Regions from separate parts of the Mus musculus genome. Here region 1 is linked to region 2. A link is a contact called in public HiChIP or PLAC-seq data. All regions are on one chromosome and are shown on one strand. Each heading gives the region's core, a stretch centred on a gene start, on an enhancer-like site or on the middle of the called end of the contact. The rest is flanking DNA. Distances are from core to core; before and after follow the strand shown.

Evidence for each region. HiChIP or PLAC-seq counts read pairs in DNA pulled down with a chosen protein or histone mark.
Region 1: an H3K4me3 HiChIP or PLAC-seq map of bone marrow-derived macrophages shows a contact between it and region 2, with 2.6 times the contacts expected there. The contact joins two enhancer-like sites. A contact is called at or near these places in 1 of 115 datasets of contacts at active chromatin or transcription factors (bone marrow-derived macrophages) and 2 of 9 other capture datasets (adipose tissue and pancreatic islet).

What each region holds. Positions count from the first base shown.
Region 1 is chr2:71,592,980-71,598,406 of GRCm38.p6, forward strand. The region is part of intron 1 of Gm36857 (a long non-coding RNA gene); the gene reads left to right. Among named protein-coding and RNA genes, the nearest start is that of Gm36857, 4.4 kb to the left of the region's middle. Within about 2 kb of position 1,707, at least 76 of the 459 cell types and tissues checked have an H3K27ac peak or open chromatin away from gene starts, as enhancers often do. A contact at or near this core is called in bone marrow-derived macrophages, where this site is marked.
Region 2 is chr2:71,497,409-71,502,428 of GRCm38.p6, forward strand. All of the region lies in intron 1 of Metap1d (methionyl aminopeptidase type 1D (mitochondrial)), which reads left to right. Among named protein-coding and RNA genes, the nearest start is that of Dlx1, 30 kb to the right of the region's middle. Within about 2 kb of position 2,688, at least 60 of the 459 cell types and tissues checked have an H3K27ac peak or open chromatin away from gene starts, as enhancers often do. A contact at or near this core is called in bone marrow-derived macrophages, where this site is marked.

The DNA of each region.
Region 1 (5,427 bases), core at 457-2,956, 95 kb after region 2:
GCTACATGAGATCCAGCCTCCCCACCCTCCAAAGCAAAGCAGAGCAGAGCAGAGCAGAGCAGAGCAGAGCAGAGCAGAGCAGAGCAGAGCAGAGCAGAGCAAAGCAAAGCAAAGCAAAGCAAAGCAAGAGTTTTCTTCTTTCTTTTAGGAGTTCTTCCAGATTCTCTCTCATAAATGCATGCCCTTGTCATGCACTAGGCCCTCTTCCCTGCTCCTCACTCTGAGAGAACTTCTCTCCCTTCCCGTCAGCTTCGAGTTTTTCTTTGGTTGTGTCTATTCTGCAGGCAAATCTGTTGAATGAGTCTCTGATGACTTTGGTTTTGAGGGTCACTCTTGTGAGGTGTTGTTGCTGTTGTTGCTTTGCTTTTGCGAGACAGGGTTTCTCTGTGTAGCCCTGGCTGTCCTAGATTCACTCGGTAGACCAGGCTGACCTCAAACTCACAGAGATCCACCTGCCCCTGCCTCCCGAGTGCAGGGATTAAAGGTGTGGGTCACCACTGCCCAGCAGGGTTGCTCTTGTCTTGGTAGCATGTGGTGCATCTCGGTCACAGTGTTCTCGATGCTTGGTGGTCTTTGAGTCTGTGTTTTCTTCTGGTACGAGAGGCCCCATGAGTACGGAGATGAGTTGTCTTTAGTGGTGAGGTGGGAAACTGTGGGGCTGGGCAGTGTGAGTCAGGAAAAAATGCTTTTATTTCTCCTGGATGAGGCCAGATTCAGGGTGTGGTTGCCTCTGGGGCTTGTTGTCTGTTCTGCTCAGTATATGTGTGTTCCTATGATGTGTGTGTGTGTGTGTGTGTTTGTATGTATATGTGTGTGTGTAAGACCACTTTTTTGTATGCTGTACTTTAGTGTCTTAGCCATCTCTGATGGTGAGTGCCTTAGAACCTTCTGTTCTGTATGCTTCCCCCCGCCCACTGCCCCACACTGTCCTTTTTTTGAATCTAGAGGTCCTTGGAGACATCCCATTATACAACTATACAACTGATCTCTCCTGCTTGTTTTGGGCTCATTCATCTGAGTACATCTGTTGTGTGTCCTTCACTGTTTCTGGCTACAGAGGTTGCCTTTCTCTATCCTTAAAAATTTTCCCTCATGTCTACAGTTGACAGTACTCTTTGCTCTGGGAGTTTTCCTTCTGTCATTTCTCTGAGGTTCTCTGTCTTCTCTGTTCTCCTATGATTTGGAGGAGGGGAGAGCAGGCTGCAGCATGTATTCAGTCTTCTTGGGAGACTTTTTTTTTCCCCCTTTCAAACTCATTTGAAGTTTTCCCATGGATGAAGAATTTAGAGAGACTACCGGTTGATAATTACAGGTGGTGGTGGTGGTGGAGGATAGCTTAGTGTTTATCCTCAGCATCTCTGCAAAAGCTGAGGGTTCCAAGCCAGAGTGTAGATTTGGACTTGACTAAAATCTAGGGTTTTTCTTTATTGCTGTTGTTATTTTTTCCCCCCTATTCACAGTCAAAGGCCACTTTGCCTCAGAACCCTGTCTCCAGTGCTGACAACCTTGTTGCTGGAGAATTTCTGGGCGGAACCCTGGATGGCACCTTCTTGGCTGGGGGCACTGTTTTAAAGCCTTGCAATTTTAGGGAGTGATCTGGGTGGGGTCACGTTCCAGCTGCACCCCATAACACTTCGCAAGCCCTGGCTGTGCCGATGGCAGCTGCTGGCTGCGGCTGGCTGCTCAGGCCCATGGAGGAAGGAAGATTTCTTGTTGAGAAATCTCTGAGTCACTGGCAGCCTCTGGCTGTGGTTTGCTCACATGTCTGTAGCCCTCTGGGGCTGATGTTTCTGTGAAATCTTTCAAGTTCATTCTTGCTCCCCTGGGCTCACCCTCTCACAAGTGCTTGCTTGCCCTGCATGCCGCAAATGGCGAGAGAACATCAACTCTCCATGGTCACTAGTACGTGATTGCTTTCCCAGGACTCCTGCGGTGATGTGTTCTTGGGTCCGTGTTTATGTGACATAACAATAAAATACTCAGTGCTTCTCTGGATCTTTCCCCCGAGGGCATCTTGAACATCCAAAGACAATAGTGCAGTAATCACCATGATTTTCAATCTGAGGTAAATGTGCTTTTTGTTAATTTTTAAGGCAATAAAATTGACTTTGAAGGTAGTACTTCAGACTTTTAAATTTTACCACAGAACAAAAGAGCTCTGTATCCCTAAAGCCTGTGTAGAAATGCACACTTCGTCTTTACTAGGGGTGTGGCTATGTGTACAGACGTCTTTCATTTCATATTCTAGTAAAGCTGGCTGCTCTAAAATTCATTTTATTTCCGCCAAGAATGTTTGATATAAAAACTAGAGGTCTTTCTTTACAGAGAAATATTCTCACAGAAAATGACTAAAGCTTGTGAGGCAAGATTAAGAATCTTAGCTCTCAGGTGTCCAGAATGGTCACTTGTAGCCAGACGCTGCACACAAAACCCCCTTTCTTACTAGGTAGTTTTTAGAAAACACTGGTACTTGGAATTTGCAGATTAGACATGGACCACAGTGATGATTGGCGCTGGGAGTCAAAAATGGAAAATGTAGAGATAGCTTAGAGATGCAGACACAGGATGCTCTTGCAGGGGACTGGAATTTCATTCTCAGGGTGCCCCTCATGCTGCCTATAATTAATTCCAACTCCACGGATAGCTGATGCCTCTACCTCATTGGGCAGCTGTACTCATAACTAAAATGGTTTAAAACAAATCTTTAAAAAGTGAGAAAACCACACATCATCCTTGGGGCATCTGGAGGGAACAGTGGGAGCCAGGCTGGACGATCAGAATGCTGAAGGCACAGGCATGTCCTTACTAAAATACCATTCAACTTAGAACGGTGAATTTGATGGTATCCAAAATACATCTCAACAAAGCTCTTTACAAATCCTGCCTGGGTACCACTATAGACCATTGAGTCAGGCTTCTGAGGTAAAACCTTAATATTAATGTTTTGTAAAAGCTCCCCAGGTGATTCGAACGTGCCGCTGGTTAGGGGCTTGCTGGTTTATAACCTTGTTTGTCTCCGTTGGACAATCCTGACATTCTGCATCTGGTTTATTATTTACGTCCTTTGTTTCCATCCACTTTACTAATGGTGGAATTTGTAGACGTTATTAATTCTGTGTTTGGGTACCCATTCCTCAACTTCCCATCCCCTCTTCTCTCATCTGCCAGTGATCATGATTCTGTGTATCCGCTTAACAGTCTACGTGAAAATCTATTATTTTAGAAACAACCGACAGAGAGGAGGTTGATGGAGAGAAGCTTGAAGGCACCGTATGCAAAGTAAGGAGAAAGAGAAGAAACACTAGCTACCTTTATTTGATCAATACATAGCCTATTCGTGTATTGAGACCTCACAAATATATATAATTAAAATTAATTTCATTAATTAGTTTAACAAAAGACAATAAAATCCTACCACTCCAGGCCCCTCCTTACCCCTAAACGAAAGAAGAGACAAAGACAGAAATGGCTGATATATCTTGATTGTTAAGCTGCAATCACAGGCATGGCCTGCGCAGACCACACAAGCGATGGTGGCCCTGTAGTGTCAGAGCATCTGGGTAGCTATCTTAGCTTGTGTTAAGTGTACCTGAGGTTCTCATAAAGATGAGGCTGGCTAATGATGAAGGCTGCCTTCTCAGAGTGTCTTCTTGGCTGTGACTGATTAGAGGCGCTCTAGACAAATGGCTGTATCAGTTATTGTTATTTTGAGGGAAACCCCAGCCTTTGCCAGTGTAGTAAGGGCTAGATGCCAGGGTAAGATGTGAGACACTCACCTTGTGTGTACTCAGACACTTGGTATTCAGGATAAGTAGCATCGTTGTGGAGTAGAGATTCTCCATGAGTATGACAGCAGCTTCTCACATCGAAGCTGGCCCTCCTAGTTGTCCAGATAAAGTTTGGCTGCTGCTCTTCATCAGAGTCAGGGATACATCCGGCTGATTCTCCAAGGAGGGCCTGACGGCAGGTCTTACACTCAGTACTTGCTATTTAAGAGGAGTAAGATGTCCTGTCTTACTTTAGTGAATGGTCCCTAAAACCCCAGGAGTGTACACTGAGACCTGCCTGGATTAATGAGAAGTCACTCTGAACTACCCACCCCGCCCAGGGTGGGCACCAGAGAGCAATGGTGGTACTCAAGGTTATTGTTTTCTTCCTTTGTTGATCCCACTTCCCCTGTGATTTATTTTTATTTTATGTTTATGAATGTTCTGCCTGCATGTATATATGTGTACCAAATATGAGTATATGTGCCTGTTGCCTGTGGAGGCCAGAACAGAGCATTAGATTTGCTGGAATGGGAGTTACAGATAAATGTGAGCTGCCTTATAGGTTCTGGGAATTGAACCTGGGTCCTCTGCAAGAGCAGCCAATGCTCTTAACCACTGAGCTGTCTCTCTAGCTCCTTTGTTGTCTTTCTGAGATAGGCTTTCATGGCATGTCTCAGGGTAGCCTGGAACGTGCTTTATAGCAACACAGGCTGCTCTTGAACTCCCAACTGCCTTCTTGTCTCAGCTTCTGAAGGCTGGGATATTACCAGTGTGGCAATTATGCCTGGCTTGTTTGTGTTTTTTAAAAGTCACCTTCTGAAAAAGATGGACATGGTGGCTATGCAACCCCAGAGCTTGGGGTGTGTGAGGAAGAAAGTCAGAGTTCAAGGCCAGCTATAAACCTCAGCTATAAAGAGGGTTCGAAACCAGCTTGAGCTGGGTTAAGACTCAGAATAAAAAAAGCAAGTAACTATGGTCTGGGCAATTAAGAGTCCTGGCTGCTCTTGCAGAACACCCGGGTTTCATTCTAGCACCCATGTGGCAGTGTACAACTGTCTGCAATTCTCCCGTTCCAGAGAATCTAATGCTTGTGGTGTACAGACATATGTTCAGGCAAAACATAAAGATAAATAAATCTTTAAAAACCCAAATAGCTAAATGAATAAGTAAGCAACTAAACCAAGTCCATATTCTGGTAGGTCTGCATCTTTGTAGGGACTTCCTGCTGGAGCTTCAAATCTGGAACTTGAGTTTAATCTGATCCATGCATGGCTTCATCTAGTGGGTAGATCCAGGCTTTTCCTCCCATAGGCGATGGCCTTTCTTAACAAGACAGATCTACATTCATACACACAAAACACAGTTTCGGATTTGGAAAGAGTCCCCTTGCCAGTGAAAGACACGTGAGTCTCTCTAGCCTCATGGTGAAATTGTGTTCAGGGTCACCTTCTGTACGAAGCTGCAAGCCTTCTCTCTGCTGGTGCCCGCCATGTGCTCACAGACTTTAGGACTCTCACTCTTTTCCAAGTCCTAGCTTTAAAAAACAAAAAAAAAACCAAAAGCTTTGTGAATTGTTTGAGAGAATCAATTACAGCACCAGACTGGCTGGGTTTGTTCCACGGTTCTGCCAAGCTAGTTGTGTGACTCAACCAGGTTA
Region 2 (5,020 bases), core at 1,438-3,937:
GTGCAATGCTCCTACGCTACTCTGACAGCACATTTGCTTTGGTTCCTTTTTCCACTCTGGTCAGAGCCCCTCTCTCTCTCTCTCTCTCTCTCTCTCTCTCTCTCACTCAGCTGTATTTAAATGATACTACGGCATCCAGAAAATCTGGCAAAGAAAATGATATTTTGATGACATTTTTCACAGGGCTTAACTGGAATGAATTATTACATTTTAACAAGGCTCCAATAAACAGCCCCTTTATTCCTCCCTAGAAGGGTACAGTATTTCTTTGTCCAAGAAGTGGCCTGAGTGTACGTATTGTTGAACTGCGAAAAAGCTTCTTTTCTCTAAACTTCAGCTGAGAGACAATGGCTTTGCTCGGCATACACTATTTCCTTGTAACTCGGTATTTTCTGATCTGTAGTCTATATAAGATGAGCTGAGATTTCAACTTGAAGTAAATATTTTTTATCTTTTCATTGCATGCAGTGTTGTATTTCCCTATAGAAATGGATCATTTCTAAGTCACTTCCCCTGATCTGCCAAATGATAGACATCTAGTTTTTGCCAAAATCTTTGGCATTCTTCCCTTAGCTGTGGTTAAGCTAGCCTAAAAGTTACACACAGACACACACACACACACACAGACACACACACACACACCCCATAGCCCACCAACACGGGTCTCCATTAGTAAGTACAAGTGTTTATTGATCTGTATGTGTAGTATAGGTGGAGGGTGTGTCTGTTTCCCTAGAGTAGGAAGGTGCTTGTTGTTGAAGTAAAGATCCTTAGGTCCTGGTGGCAGCTACTAGTGAATAATCCTATTATCAAATTGATTTTTTTATGCTTATGGTATTTTGTTTGCTTGTCTATCTGTGTACTATGTGAGTACCTGATGCACAGGGAAGCCAGAAGAGGGTGTCAGATAGCCTGAGACTGGAGCTACAGACAGCTGTGAATCACCGTGTTGTTGCTGGGAATTGAACCCAGGTCCTCAGGAAGAGCAGCCAGTGCTCTTAACCATTGAGCAATCACTCCATCCTCAAATTTGATTTTTCTAAAGAAGCAAATTGAAGCCTTTTCCTGAATTGTTTCTGAGCTGGTCAGTGGTGTTATGCTATGTCAGTTGCTGCTCATACAGTTTTTAAAAGGAGGGAGGATGTCGCACCGAGCTAACTTCTGAGGGAGCCTTGCACAGAGTCCTGTTTGCTTTGACCTGGGAACCATTCTTGATCGTTATTATTGAACTTGGGTGCCCAGGCACCCAAGCCATCCTTTCCTCAGAAATGTTCTACATGCGACTGATTTTTTAGTTTGTCTTCTCTAGAGCCAGGGCTCCCGGGCCTGGGTGATGGCGCTGACCTCCATAGACTATTGCCTGTCTTGCCTTCATCAGGCCACTCATTGTATCAGTAATGGCAGCCAACCCTATTTTATTGTTCAGACAACTTGTCCTCACAGACGTGGTCACCTTCGAATATAAGCAGCCAGGATAAAAGTAAGTCTTTCCAATTCTGTCACTCGAAAGTTGGCATATGTCCTTTCCGTCCTATGGGATCTTCATGACTGTAGTCAATAGTTTTATCTACAAATAACTGCAAGGATGGGCCTGTGGGATGTCAGGTAGAATCCTTATTTCCTACAAGTCCTTGTAGCAGTCTCTGTTACACTCAACTCTGTGCTTTCTTTTGGACATTAGGAAAATGAGCTGTTTCTCCCCACACCTGCATACCAACTGGGCCCGTGCCCTCTTTAGAAATGTTTAACAAACACTGTAGCTTTACCATTTAGAGACCGATTCCAAGTGCTGTTAATTAGCTGCCCCCCCCCCCCGCCCCCATGATCCTTCTAGGTTTGTGAAACAGACCGCTCTTCTCTCCACAAGGGCATCTTAGCTTGAGATGCAGGAAGCGGCGGTGGATGGTGTCCATATCCATGACTTCCTGAAGTGGAGAAAAAGTGTGGACGGCATCTGGGGAAGGGGTTTCTTTACCAGCTTGTTTCCTGTAAGTTCAATTGGAAGACCTTGTCTGTGCAAATAGATTTCAAAATAGAGCCTGCCCTTTGACTGTCTCCATAATTACATGGCTCGCTCTGTATTTTATTTGGCAGCCAGAGCAGTTAACCCCTGGAAGGAGGGGGCTGATGGCATGCCCAGCTCGCCTTCCAGACATGTCCATGGGAGTGAATAAGCCACTGTTTGGCAAGGCCCAGAGCTAAAAGCACACTAAAACCGTTCCTAGCTGAGCTGAAACTCTCTGAGAACAGATTTAATCATGTTTATTATGACTGATTAAAAAACTTAACTTTGTCTTCAATGTGTGGCTTGTAGAAAGGTACTAATTGTTTTTAAAAATTGGGAGCCGGGAGAGTTCCTTAGTACTTTGATGTAAGCAGCATCTGTCAACAGGATGAATTTGCTTTTGTTTAGTTCCAAGAGCCCTTGTCCTTCAGCTTTGCCCAATCAGTATCTGCATCAGCCTGGGGCAATCCCTCAATGTTCGTGTATGTGTTTTCCCTTCAACAAATGCACAGGTTATTTCTTGTGAAATATGAGCTTCTCCTCTGCTTTATAGTTGCCTTGAAATGGGAAGGAACCCACCATTTTCCCTCACTTCCCTTTCAAACCAGTACATCCTAGTCCTAGATTGCAAAAGCATCGTAGTGAGTGACTCACGCTGTTTAATTTCTCTTTGGCAACATTTGTACGCGTTATGAAACCTTTCAAGCAGACAGTCGATGTTTTAGGTCAAGAGACTGGAGACGGAGGCCTCTGCAGTGTTCTCTTGGACTTCACGCACATGATGCTCTGTGGGGGCTCCGGCTCCTGCTTGGAGTAATTGGTTGGAGTTCATGAAAGTGCGATCTTTCTGTGGTTCTAAATCCACACTTCAATACGTATTCCTAGGGTAGGGTCTTTGCTAAGCCCACTGGAGGAAGCAACATTTTTGAACATTAAAAACCAAACCCTGTCCGATTACAGACACAAAGTAAGTTGCCTTAAAAAAAAAAAGTTGAAGTTAATGTATTATTTAAACAAATCATTTGGTTAAAATTAAAATTATCAATGGGTGGAAGAGCCACAGTTGAAAATGGATTAGTAAAACATTGTTGTTTTCTGTCTTGGTAATCATAAATCATTTAAATGTGGCAGACAGTCCTCCCTTCATCCAAAATAATTGCCTCCATTTGTAAAATCAATTAGATGTTAATATGCTATAAATAATAGTTTTGTTGCTAGACTTTGGCATTTGCTGATCATTATGAAGAAATATGTTCAACGAGATATTTTACAGGGTGTCTTTTCAATTCTATATTACTGCTGATTGACATTGTTAGCTAATGTAAAGTCATACCAGCCTACCTTATTGTGTTGTTTTCTACCCAGATGTTTGATCCTTCTGAAGGAAGCCCAAATGAGGACTGATGGCCTGCTGCTGCTGGGTGAAAGCCTGTTCTAGGAGTGTATAATGAGAAATGTAGGTGTCGGTAGCCACACTAGAGTACAATCGTACTTTGTTCAGTTTTACAAGTGCTTAAAATAATAAGCACTTTAGAGGTCCCTTTGAAAGTTCACTCAGACTTCCCCTTAAAAATACTTGTTGACCAAAACTCACATTTTCAAGGGTAAAATCAGCTTAATAAAGGGTCATTAGAAAAGATACACATAAAACCCCAGGGCACAGTGGGTGAAATGGAAGCACTTCATTATGTGGTATAGAATGCATGAGCAGATAACAATTAAAATGGACCCTGGGTAAAAGGCCAATGAATACAGGGCAGACTGTGTGCAGCGACATCAGGCGTGGAAGACACAGCCCTCCTCCAGCATGCTGAGTTCTGAAGCTCCACCTTCCAGACCCAATCTATAAAAGGAATTAAAAGGCGAAGTTTAGAAATTGATGTTACCATCAAATATGAAAATACTTAAGCACATACCTAGATTTATATCCCACATGTAAGTTTACAATACGAAGCATGCACAATGGAATCCAGAGGACACAGAGCAATTTCAGGAGACACTGAGCCCGCACAGTGTACAACTCTAATTACCACAGGGGCAAGTGGGCCTAGGTGGTGTTTAGGACGTACCAGTGGGAGCCATCAAAAGCCTCAGACCAGGGGACCCCGAGCAGCAAGGAGTTGCTTGTTGCTAACTTGATCAGGGTGTTGTTACTGCTGATTACCCAGCAGAAAAGCTGTAGGGTTTCCTGCATAGGCAGTAAACCCACACATTGTTATAGACAGTAGAATATTCACTGTTATTGAGGGTGATCATAAAAATGACTTTCAGTGTCACAAAAATTCTATCAGAGTCGAAGCTGTACTCTGAGACTTATAGGCAACTGCTTCTTGCCTGTTAATACAAGCATTCTTGCCCAAAGTGCCATCTTCCATCTCCATCATAATCAAGTCAGTAATAGTTTAAATATTCAAAATTCAGAATTCAAAAATTCTAAGTGCAAAAAGCCAAGCATGGTGGTGCACCCCTTAATCCCAGCACAGGCAGATGTCCCTGAGTTCGAGGCCAGCCTGGTCTACAGAGTGAGCTCCAGGACAGCTAGGACTTCATAGAGAAACCCTGTCTGGGAAACAGAAAAACAAAACACACACACAAAAATTAGAATATAGTAAGCATAGCTCATGATCCCCTCCCTGGCTACCTTGTTCAGGGTGACATCATTATTTTCTCGGGTACCAGGACTTAAACTTATCTATTTCATCTGTGAAAACACTTTTTTTTCCTGGTCAGTAGTGAATAGTTCATGGAATAAATACATAATGGTATTTCAATATCACGTTACTTTGTGATAACATGTATGCGGTACTTTTATTGACCTGAAAGAAAACATTTTACTTCAAATATAATGGTGGACCCTGGAAAGAAAATATTTTACTTCCACTATAAAGGTGAAAGTAGAGTTGCTTAGAATTGTTGTCAGCAGATTGACTGTGCCCAGGCTGGGCTCCCACTGTTTTTAATGTTCGCCTGTCCAGTTGCTGGGGGCAGGGGTGGGGGATGTGCTTGCGTCTTTCT